3 separate regions of the Sus scrofa genome follow, and all the other regions are linked to region 3. Evidence: chromatin contacts called from public Hi-C and HiChIP or PLAC-seq data. All regions are on one chromosome and are shown on one strand. The core of a region is the stretch at or near the end of the contact, and the rest is flanking DNA. Distances in the headings are between cores, read along the strand shown.

The links. Hi-C and Micro-C count contacts between places; a contact is called where the count stands out from the background. HiChIP or PLAC-seq counts read pairs in DNA pulled down with a chosen protein or histone mark.
Region 1: a contact with region 3 is called in an H3K27ac HiChIP or PLAC-seq map of alveolar macrophages. The contact joins the promoter of ING4 here to the promoter of MLF2 in region 3. A contact is called at or near these places in 2 of 5 promoter capture datasets (fetal skeletal muscle and liver), 1 of 47 Hi-C or Micro-C datasets (skeletal muscle) and 1 of 2 datasets of contacts at active chromatin or transcription factors (alveolar macrophages).
Region 2: a Hi-C map of brain shows a contact between it and region 3, with 7 times the contacts expected there. The contact joins the promoter of P3H3 here to the promoter of MLF2 in region 3. A contact is called at or near these places in 13 of 47 Hi-C or Micro-C datasets (alveolar macrophages, brain, embryonic fibroblasts and 9 more) and 2 of 2 datasets of contacts at active chromatin or transcription factors (alveolar macrophages and skeletal muscle).

Annotation. Positions count from the first base shown.
Region 1 is chr5:64,026,522-64,030,096 of Sscrofa11.1, reverse strand. ING4 (inhibitor of growth protein 4) reads right to left here and starts at 2,308. Exons shown (of 8, transcript XM_021092419.1): 1 at 2,165-2,308. The coding sequence starts at 2,201.
Region 2 is chr5:63,883,732-63,886,983 of Sscrofa11.1, reverse strand. P3H3 (prolyl 3-hydroxylase 3) reads left to right here and starts at 1,690. Exons shown (of 14, transcript XM_005652597.3): 1 at 1,690-2,634. The coding sequence starts at 2,149. GPR162 (probable G-protein coupled receptor 162) reads left to right here. Exons shown (of 5, transcript XM_013987412.2): 4 at 109-266; 5 at 510-1,274. The coding sequence ends at 1,061.
Region 3 is chr5:63,949,585-63,953,095 of Sscrofa11.1, reverse strand. It overlaps MLF2 (myeloid leukemia factor 2), which reads right to left and starts at 1,436. Exons shown (of 9, transcript XM_003481695.4): 1 at 1,221-1,436; 2 at 564-641; 3 at 214-340; 4 at 1-2. The coding sequence starts at 613.

The DNA of each region.
Region 1 (3,575 bases), core at 1,059-3,558, 76 kb before region 3:
TACATGTATACATTACAATTACATTTTTCCCCCATTTTAATTATTTTTTTATCACAGTGTGCAGTGGCTTGAAATGAAATCTCAATTCCCAGACCAGGGATTGAAACCAGGCCACAGCAGTGAAAGCTTAGAGTCCTAACCACTAGACCACCAGGGAACTCCCTCCACTTTCAACTTTTAAAATGCTTTCACTGCTTTAACTTATAACCTCAGGTCTTCAACACTGGCTTACTGAGATTAAGTCACCAATGACTTACCCAATCAAATGATCTATTATTAGTCCTATTCTAAAAAATATGTTTGCAGCTGTTCTCGCTCCAAGTAACTTTCTTCCTCTTGGGAGTCCAAATCCCATCATATACTTTCTGATAATTCCATCACACTTCCTTAGCCTGTCTCTTAAATATTAATTTTTTTTGAACTTGTACTTAATTCTCTAGTTTTCTCACTTGCTTTCCCTGAATGATACCCATCTCATTTACTCTTACATTCCTGTGCTTTAGGTTGCTACTCCTGAATTTCTTATCTTGTTGGTAATATAATGTCTACCTCATTTCCCAAACAGGAAATCGAGAAGTCGCCTTAGATTTTTCATTTTCTCTCAACCACTCAGTCATTCAGTCAGTCCTGTTATAGTTAATGCGCAAATACTCTGTCACTCTCTCGGATCGGATCCTTATCTCTGACCAGGGTTGTTACCACTAACCGATCTCTACATTACCAATGTTATTATGCTCTAAGTTATCATATATCAGTTATTTTCCTTTATTAAAAAATCACTATTCAGGAGTTCCCGTCGTGGTGCAGTGGTTAACGAATCCGACCAGGAACAATGAGTTTGCAGGTTCGATCCCTGGCCCCGCTCAGTGGGTTAAGGATCCAGCGTTGCCGTGAGCTGTGGCGTAGGTTGCAGACGCGGCTCAGATCCTGCGTTGCTGTGGCTGTGGCGGAGGCCGGTGGCTACAGCTCTAATCATATGGAACCCCCATATGCCATGGGTGAGGCCCTGGAAAAAGACCAAAACATAAATAAATAAATAATCACTATTCAGAAAATCTGTTGGTTCCTCACTAAACTGCAAGCTTCTTGGCTTGGCTTAAAAGACCTTGCACAACCTGGCCCCAGCCCCCTTCTCCAGTCTTATTTCCCAATCTTACAACTTAGGGTCCTGTATATCAAATACTTTGGCCTCACTTTTGCCTAACCTTGCCACAAACCCGTAACACCTTAGCTGCTGCTTTCCCCAACCTGCGATTCCCTCTCCAACTGGCAAATAAACACTCAGCCTTCAAGATTCTACTCAAACATCACATCCTCTACAAAGCTTTACCTACATCCCCAGGTAATTAGCTCTTTTTTTCTCCAGAGTTAGCAACTTTTAATATATTTCTATTATTTTACCTGTCTCACTGTTTTACAATTATTTATTAACAGAATCTGTGTCCTACTAGTCTATGACCACTTGACAGGGGTTGTGTTTTACTCATTCTTGTATATCTCCAGTACCTGCCATTATATCTGAGCCATAGCAGGACCTCAATAAAAGAATGAATGAATGACTCTCAACACCAAGGCAAATGTAAGCGCTTAGTGGATGACAGGCTCTGTGGAGGAGTGGTTTACACAAATGGCATCAACATAACGCCAGATTTCCACTGGATGGGAACGGGATCTTTACTCCAAGAGCAGACTTCCAGTTCATCATATGACAGTGGTCACTCGTTACCCTCCCATCCCCAGGAGAAGCCACTTCTGCGAAAAAACTGGGCGAAGGAGCCGCGAACAGGTCTTTGTCGCTGTTCCAAAAGGCAGTGGGCGATATACTAAAATGACTAATTTCCGAATGATTTTGAGGAAAACGTATATCCTGAGGCCGGAGACTCTGAAGATGGGGCAGCAGGGATCTTCCCGACTAGGCCCACCCGCCCTTCAAGAGACGTCCCCCAGCCCCACCGCGCAGCCCCTCCCCCGTCTACACCCCAGAGCGAGGCCTCGGCCCCGCTGCCCCGCCCCCTCCTTCTACACACCCTCCACTATTTCCTCTCATGCAACCCTTTACAATCGTGACCTTCTGACCACCCGGACTTCGGGGCCGTAGAGCTTCTCAGCTCCGACACCCCCACCCCCCTGTGACCCCTGACCCCCTCCTTCAGTCTGCTCTTACTGTCCAGATAATGTTCCAAATACATCCCCGCAGCCATCTTGAAGCAAAACAAAGCAACTTCCGCTCCGCCCCGGAAGTGACTGAAGGCGACAGGTCTCGAAGCTGTCCTTCTCGGCCTGGAGTCCTTCCGCCCTCACAAGGGGAACTTCCGGCCTCACTACAGCGCCCGTCTGGCCGCGTCCGCCGAGCGCCCGACCGCCGACCCTCGTCTTTTGCCGGCCGGCGTTGCTTGGGGCCGGCGGCGGCCGGGGGCGCCATTTTGCATTTTCACTTGCACTTCCTTTCCCTCCAGGCGGGGGACGTGCAGGCGTGAGGGCGAGGAAGCTTTTTTCATCAGGCTTTTAGTCCGCAAATAGCCCGTTTCAGCAGCCGGAGAATTTTTGTGTCTCTTGGGATGTGACCTGCGCAGGTGCCTTCTCCCAAGTCGCTAGTTTCTTAGGGAGTTAGGGAGGCGCCCCCGGCGGGGCAAGATTTAAACCCTCCGCACTTCTGTTGACTCGCTCAAACAGCAGCTCCCTAAGGTTATTTTTTAACGTGGAAACAACTCACTATCTATAACCTCTGAGCTACTCACACAATAAAGCTAGGACTCCACGTGTTATGTCAGGGTTCCTCACCTGTCACACTCCTCACTCGTAAAGTGACATAGTACTTCTGGCCTTGCCCCCCTGTTTTGGTCTCCCTTTTTATTCGGGTTTATAGGATGTTAACCAGCCCCATGATTCTGAAAGGATTGGGGCACGCAGCTGTCACAGTTGGGCCAGGTGGATGTCAGCTATCACCCTGGTCCGCTACGGCACAGCGACAGCTAATGCTTCTTCGTCAGGATGAAAAGCCACCAAGTGCATGACAGGCTGGCACCACACTTGGGAACCGGAACCGGAGTGTTAGTAAGACAGTGCTTTGGAGATCGCTGTCGCTCCCAATTCACACCTTCTTGATAATTAGCAATGTGAAGTGGCAGGTTGTCAAACACTTTCAGCCTCATCATTTAGATCAAATATATAAAAAAGAGGCAAGGTGAAATCCCAGACTTACTGCTGACCAGGTGGTAAGATAACAGCAATGAAATCTACAAGATTTCTCTCTTAAGTGCAAGCAGCAGGCCCTTGGGTAATTTAATCTGTGCGCATCTCTATAAAATGACTACCTCACACTACCTACCTCATTGGTTGTTACTCTGAGTGTGAGTGTAACCTTAAAAAGAGGAGATTGTTTGTAATACCTGCGATGAAGTTAGGGCTATCAGTGCCAATTTGACTGTTGGTGAGAACAAGGGTTAAAAGCAGTAAATATTCAGGAAGCTAACACTGCATGTTTGGTCACTTGTGATACATTCATTAGTGTCACACCACAGAGTGGGACCATCTTGGACGCCCACACAAGAGCCCAGGCCCTAAATTAAGAGGTA
Region 2 (3,252 bases), core at 441-2,940, 66 kb after region 3:
GGAACAGGAGGATTCTCCAGGGAACTTATAAGGGAGTGGAAGCTTTATGAGGGGGTTGGGGGGTGGGTATTCCCTGCTTGTAACCACTCTGCCCCTTTTATCTCCTAGATGGGGGCTGTGATGACTATGCAGACGGCCGAGTGTGCAAAGTTCGCTTTGATGCCAACGGGGCCACAGGACCAGGGGGCAGGGACCCCGCCCAAGTGAAGCTGCTGCCTGGAAGGCACATGCTTTTTCCCCCTCTTGAGAGGGTCCATTACTTACAGGTATGGGACGAGGCCATACACCTCCGACTGTGGGTATCCCCTCCCTCCTTTTCTGCAGTCTCTCATCCCTCCCTAGTCCGGGCCTGCAGGGCACAGACCTGCCAGAAGCCGGCTCGCCCATCAGAGGCGTTTTTTTGCGAAAGTGTAGGGGTGGAGCCACTTGCAGAGAGTCCCCGTTTCAGTTTCTGCCTCTGCCCCCTTTGTCCCTGCAGCACCTCTGGGTCTACTTCCTCCTCTCCCCAGGTCCCTCTGGCCCGCCGTCTGTCCCATGATGAGACCAACATCTTCGCTACTCCTCGGGCACCAGGCTCCTTCCTGCACAAGTGGTCATCCTCTGATGACATCCGGGTCCTCCCAGCCCAGAGCCGGGCCCTAGGGGGCCCTCCTGAGTACCTGGGACAGAGACAAAGGCTGGAGGATGAGGAGGATGAGGAAGAGGCTGAAGGTGGGGGGCTGGCCAGCCTCCGCCAATTCCTGGAGGGTGGGGTTCTGGGGTCAGGTGGGGGACCTCCATGGGGTCCAGGCTTCTTCCGAGAGGAGATCACCACCTTCATTGACGAGACGCCTCTGCCTTCTCCGACTGCCTCGCCGGGGCCCTCTCCTCGCCGGCCCAGGCCCCTGGGCATCTCACCCCGCCGACTCTCCCTTGGGTCCCCTGAGAGCAGAGCCATTGGACTTCCTTTGGGCCTAAGTGCAGGGCGACGCTGCTCCCTGACAGGAGGTGAGGGGGGCGCACGAGCTTGGGGAGGATCCTGGGGCCCAGGTAACCCCATCTTCCCCCAGCTGACCCTTTGAGCCCAAGTGGGCCTGCTGGACTGAGAGGAGGTGGGGCTGGGTGGGTAACACCTCGTTCTATACCTGAGCCTAAGGCGGCTGCCTCCAGACTCTAAGGAGATGGGCTGGATCGGGGGCCCTGGAACTCCTGCTGTCATCCCGTCACCGGATGCCCAGCTCACCTTCCGTCATCCCTAGCAAAATGTATTAAAGTCTGAAGTGTTACCATGAAAACCTCTGTGTCCAGTGTGCTGTGGTGGCAAAGGGGATGGTCAGAGGCTTGGGGAGTGGAATGGCTCAGAGAGGACAAAACAGAGCAGAGACAGTGGACAGAGGCGCAGAAATATACACAGAGGAAGAGAGACACGCGGACAACACAGAGACAGGCTTAGGAGGGCATCTCCTGCTGGGGTGGGGGGTATGGGGAGACTCTTGAGCTTGCTGGTTTTGGGTGTGAAGGATATTTGTTGAGATCGTAGGGGTGGTTTTACAGGACATCTCTACCTCCCATGCTTCAGCTTGCCTCCTTTTCCCAAATCTGTGTGTGCCCACTTTCTGGGCAGGAAAGGGTTTGGGCAGACTTGGTGTCACAGGCCTGGAGTTTATCCTCCCCCCTGCTGCATTCTAAAGCTCTTTTTCCAAAAGCCTGCGTGGGTGGCTGGGTGTGTGGGAGGCAGGCACGCTCCCTTTCCTGGACTCTAGGCTGGAGGGGAACATTGCTGCAGTAGGTACTCCCGCCCCAAGGGCCTCTGGAGTTGGAGTCCGGAGTCCTAAGAGGCTCCTCAGGGTGCCTTAGGCCTGCTCCAGTGCCAGCCATCGGCTCCGCTCGCTCCACGGTCTGTTTCTCGTCCCTGCCACCTCGCTTATCCTAAAGCCCGCTTCACCACGTTCTGCCAGGCGTTCTCTGACTCCTGTCTCCCAGACCGGCCTCTCCCAGGGTTGTCTCGGCTCCATCAGCGCCGGTCGGTGCCGCTCTTTCCTCCCCTCTTCCTCTCCTCCCTCCTCTCCATCTCTCCTTCCTTTCCCCTCCCTCTCCCTTCCCCCTTTCCTCCCTCTCCCTCTCGGCTCCCGCAGTTCCCTCGGGCAGCCGGCCGGCGGCTCTGACACGATGCTCCGGCTCCTCTGGTTGTTGCTGCTCCTGCTGCTGCTGCCTCCCCCGGGGTCCCCCGAACCCCCCGGCTTGGCCCCGCTGTCCCCGGGGGCGCCCCCTCAGGCCCCCGACTTGCTCTACGCCGACGGGCTGCGCGCTTACGCGGCCGGGGCCTGGGCGCCGGCTGTGGCTCTGCTGCGGGAGGCGCTGCGGAGCCGGGTGGCGCTGGGCCGCGCGCGGCGGGACTGCCAGGAGCGCTGCGCCGCCGAGCCGGGGGCCGCGCTCCCCGCCCTGCTCGCCGCTGCCCCGGGGCCCGGAGCGGCGCGGGGCGCCTGGGAGCCGCTGCTACTCCGTGCCGCGCTCCGGCGCGCCGAGTGCCTGACCCAGTGCGCCGCGCGGAGGCTGGGCCCGGGGGGCGCGGCGCGGCTCCGCGTGGGGAGCACGCTCCGGGACGCCTTCCGCCGCCGGGAACCCTACAACTACCTGCAGAGGGCCTACTACCAGGTGCGCGGCCCCAGGGATCCCCCGCCCAGCTGCTGTCCTCCTCCCGCTCCCGGGAGGGGCGGCGTGCCAGCGCCCGGACTCGGGTGGGGCCGTGCTGATGGGACCTCTCCCTTGGAGTCGTTCATATCAAACCGCGGCAAGCACCCATCGAGGTGGCAGAGGGACAGCCTCGGGAGAGTGGGAGCAAAGTTGGAATGGGCGTCCTGCCTCGGGGTGGAAGTAGAAGACGGAGGGGCCTGGAGTTCTAGGAAGTCTTACTGGGACCTTCGTGGGGTGACAGCCGCCCCTTCCTGGGAACGAGGCGGAGGGGCTAGGGACTGGAGAGCATGAGGGCGGGGGTGGGGGGTGAGTGTGAACCTCCACTTCTGGGCAGGAGAGAGCTTCGGCAAAGTAAGAAGAGGGAGGCAGGGCTGAGGGGCCCGGTGTCCTGGGGGCGGGGGCAGTGGACACTGCGCAGCTACTGGTACGGTAGCTATTGCCTACTAATGCCTACGTGGCCGGGGAAGGGGGGCGCTGGTCACCCACACCTCAGCCCAGGGTCCTAGAGACCTGCGGCTTTTGCTGGTCGCTCAGGTCAGCCCCATGTCCCCATGTCACTCAGCCATTACTTCCACCTTA
Region 3 (3,511 bases), core at 187-2,686:
GGCTACAGGAACACATAAGGAACAAGAATGAGAGACCACTTCCTAGCTCATTACTGTCCCAAACCAAGCCCTCAACAGGGGATCACAAAACCTGTTTTCCAGACCCCTCTGCCCACTTGCTAAGCCGGCCATTGTGCAAGAAAAATCAAGCACTTTGATACAACCACCCTCCAACCTTTCTTCTGGTCTCAGGTCTGTTGCACCACCATTTACCTGCATCCTGCGGCTGGCAGGCCTGGTCCCTGGCATGCTGCCATCTGTGATGCTGAGGAAGGGGCTGTATCCAAAGCCACCCGACAACATCCGGTTCATGTGCTGACGGTGAATGGCAAAGGGGTCCCTGTGCATGGGGTGTATACCGTGTGGGCTTAGAAAGGCCAGCAGTCAACGCCTCCCCGCCCCCGCCAAGAAAACAGCCTTAGGGAACCAGGAGCACAGACTTCCCCTCAAAGTCTGAGCTGGGGCTGAGCAGCAACGGGAGGCCCTGAGTCCATCTGAACTACTCGGAGACCTGATGTGGAGCGGATGCGTGCTCTAGCGCGTGAGGGGGCGGGGATACTCACATCAAGAACATGGGGTCCTCAGGCTCCACGTCCCTCATGAAGCGGAACATCCTGATTTTAGCTCCAGGGGGCTCCACACTGTGAAGATGTGGAGGCTCAGATTTTGGAGGCGGCCAGGCTTTTTTGCACATCCGCTCAGGGCAGGGACTCGCAGAGCACTGTCCCTTCCAAATACTGTAACTGACCTCCCCCCGCCCCCAACTCCACTTGAGACCCTTCTCCAGGTGTTCAACATCACCCTCTAGGGAGAGAAGAGCTTTTCGAACCTCTCTCTGAAAAAGGACCATGGAAAAATTTTCCAAGCCTGTTTTCTGCCTCCCCCACTCATAGTCATCCTCTTCCCAAAGCCCTGGCCAGAAGCATACTCCCCCTCCCCGACGCCACCGTGCCGGAGGCGAATCCCAAGTGCCGGCCCAATAATGACCCCAACCACCCCGCCCCCTCCTCACACCCGGCCGCCGCCAGGCCTCCCCCGGACGGGCCTCACCGTCCTCGCCACGCCTGTCGGCGGCTTCCCCGGCCCCTGCCTCCCCGCCGGGCGAGTAGGAGAGGCGGGCCTGACCCGCTTCCCTCCCCGCATCCCAAGCTCCCGGACCCTCTGCAGCTCAGCGGGCCGTTCCCGCCCCGGACCGGCTGCCCGCTCCGCTCGCGCCTCACCGGTCCCCGATCCGGGCTCAGCGGCCCATCCGGCCGGTCTTGCCTCTCGGGGCGCGGCAGGATCGGGGCTTGCGGCCCGGGACGCGGGATTGGTCCAGGCGTGAGTCCTCGGCCTCCGCGCCGCCTCCTCGCTCAGCTGCCACCTCCTTGCCCCCCCTCGGCCCAAGGATCCCGAACCGCGGCCAGGCCCGGACGGAAGTGACGTCACGATGGGACAGCCCATCCCGGGGCCGAGCCCGCGGAGCTCCGCCCATCAGCGGGCGTGGGCGCCGACGAGGCCGGCTCCCTGGCCGCGGAGTCCTTCTGGGACGAGGGGAGGGGAGACCTCGTTAGTAACCTGGATTTGGGTCCTGTGGACCGGAGGAGGCTCCCTGTTAGTATGTGGAAGAGGAGCAGGGCAGTCCATCCCCCGGGAGGGGAGGAAGAGGACGGGGGCAGATTCCCAGGGGATAGGATGGGCTCCCCGACGAGGTGGGGCGGATCCCCGGGGGAGCATTAAGCAGATTTCTACCGGGGAAGCGATCAACCCGAGAGGGCGGAAGGGCGGCAATTCTGCGGGGGAGGCGCTAGGGCCAGTCGCCCGCAGGAGGAGGTGCGATCCAGGCAGGGGCGGGGTCCCCGGAGTGACGTAGGAGAGGAGGTGACGGTTCCGCCCAGGTTGTCTTCTGGCTTCGAGAACTCAGTTAGGGCAAAGAGATTCCAGTTTGAGGGGCTGGCCGCCAGATGGCGCTCTTCGGCCAGACTGGAACTGCAGCCCATTGGGAACTAGCATTTGAGAGACTCCCGGACCCCACCTCAGTTACCCTGCTGTGAGGGGTCAGACTGGGGAGAGGTCCTAGTTCTGACATCTTTTCGTTTAATGCTACTCTCCCCTTCCTTTTCTCTGACTCCTGTGTCCTCAAGAGCTCCCAGTCCACACTGATCTTTCTTGCCTCTAGTCAGGAAGGTAGGTAGGTCAAGGGTCTAATGTTTTGGAGAGGAGGTGGAGAGCTCCATTAACCCAGATCACCCAGGGGCGGGGTTGGAAAACAGGTCAGGAGACCGACTCTAAGGCCAAAGACTGACACTTTGACACACTAAATGCCTTGCATAAAATCTGGCCCAGCTGGAGAGAAGGGCCCTCCCCCTGGGTGTCAGGATTTGGACTGTCCAGGGTGGACTTTAGACCAGGCTCATCCAAATTCCAGATCTTTTGGTTCTTTACACTGACTGCTGGCTCTGTTCGTGCTTCACAGGGCCTGACAGTGAGAGAGACTTGTTCCCAACCCCAACGCTTCCTTGGGGAAGAGGGGGAAGGTCCCTGGTCACTCAGGAAGAGATAGTGGGAGTGGGGTTTCTCAGGTTTCTTTGGACTTGATCGTTATTAAAGAGGGAAAAAAAGCAGTAACGGAGACATAGGGGGAACGGAGACAGAGAACCTAGAAGCTGGCAAAGCCAAAGAGAAAGACAGAATAAAAGAAAATGTGTTTTCCATTGATATTTCTGGGGAAGAGACTTAGCAGAATCTTTTATCTTCCAGATGCCCTATCTCTGGACATTCTGCCACACGAGTGCCCCTCTTCCTCTTGCCCCCAAACTAGAGCAGTTTGACATGTGATCAAAAGTTGTCCCAGTGACAGTACTGCAGCCCAGACTTAACTAAGTGTGGTCCTCACCTTCCAGCCTCTTCCATTTCATTTCATCATGTCCAGCCTTCAGCGGAATTGGATAAGAGGCAGCTCAGCTTCTAGCCTTCTCCTTTCATCTTTTTCCATTATCCGGTATCCTCTACCTACTGCCTTTGGGTGCCTAGAGCTCTTTCTCTTCTTCTTTCCCAAACTTAAGAATCTGATATCAGTCATTTTTATCTTTTCATGATTTTATTTATTTATTTTTTGGCTGCCCTGGGGCATACGGAGTTCCCAGGCCAGGGATCAGATCCCAGCCACAGATGTGACCTAAGCCGCAGCTGCTTAAACCACTGTGCCGGGCTGGGGATGGAACCTGCATCCCAGAGCTCCCAAGACGCCCTGGTTCCCATTGCACCACAGCAGGAACTCCACCTTTGCATGATTTTAAAGCAAGGACCTCTCTTAGGAGTATTTCCAAATTACAATTTATCTTCTAATGATGAGACAAAGCTCCAAACCTGGGCTCTGTCTCGAGTTAAAGAGAAATCCTTGGACAGGTGGAGATGGAGGACACACAAAAGCTCATTTTCAGAGTCTCCAGCAACATACTATGTCGGCAGCCACCCACTCCAGGAACTGAAGGAATGAAATTTTACAAGTAAACTTTCTGCCCCTCAGAGT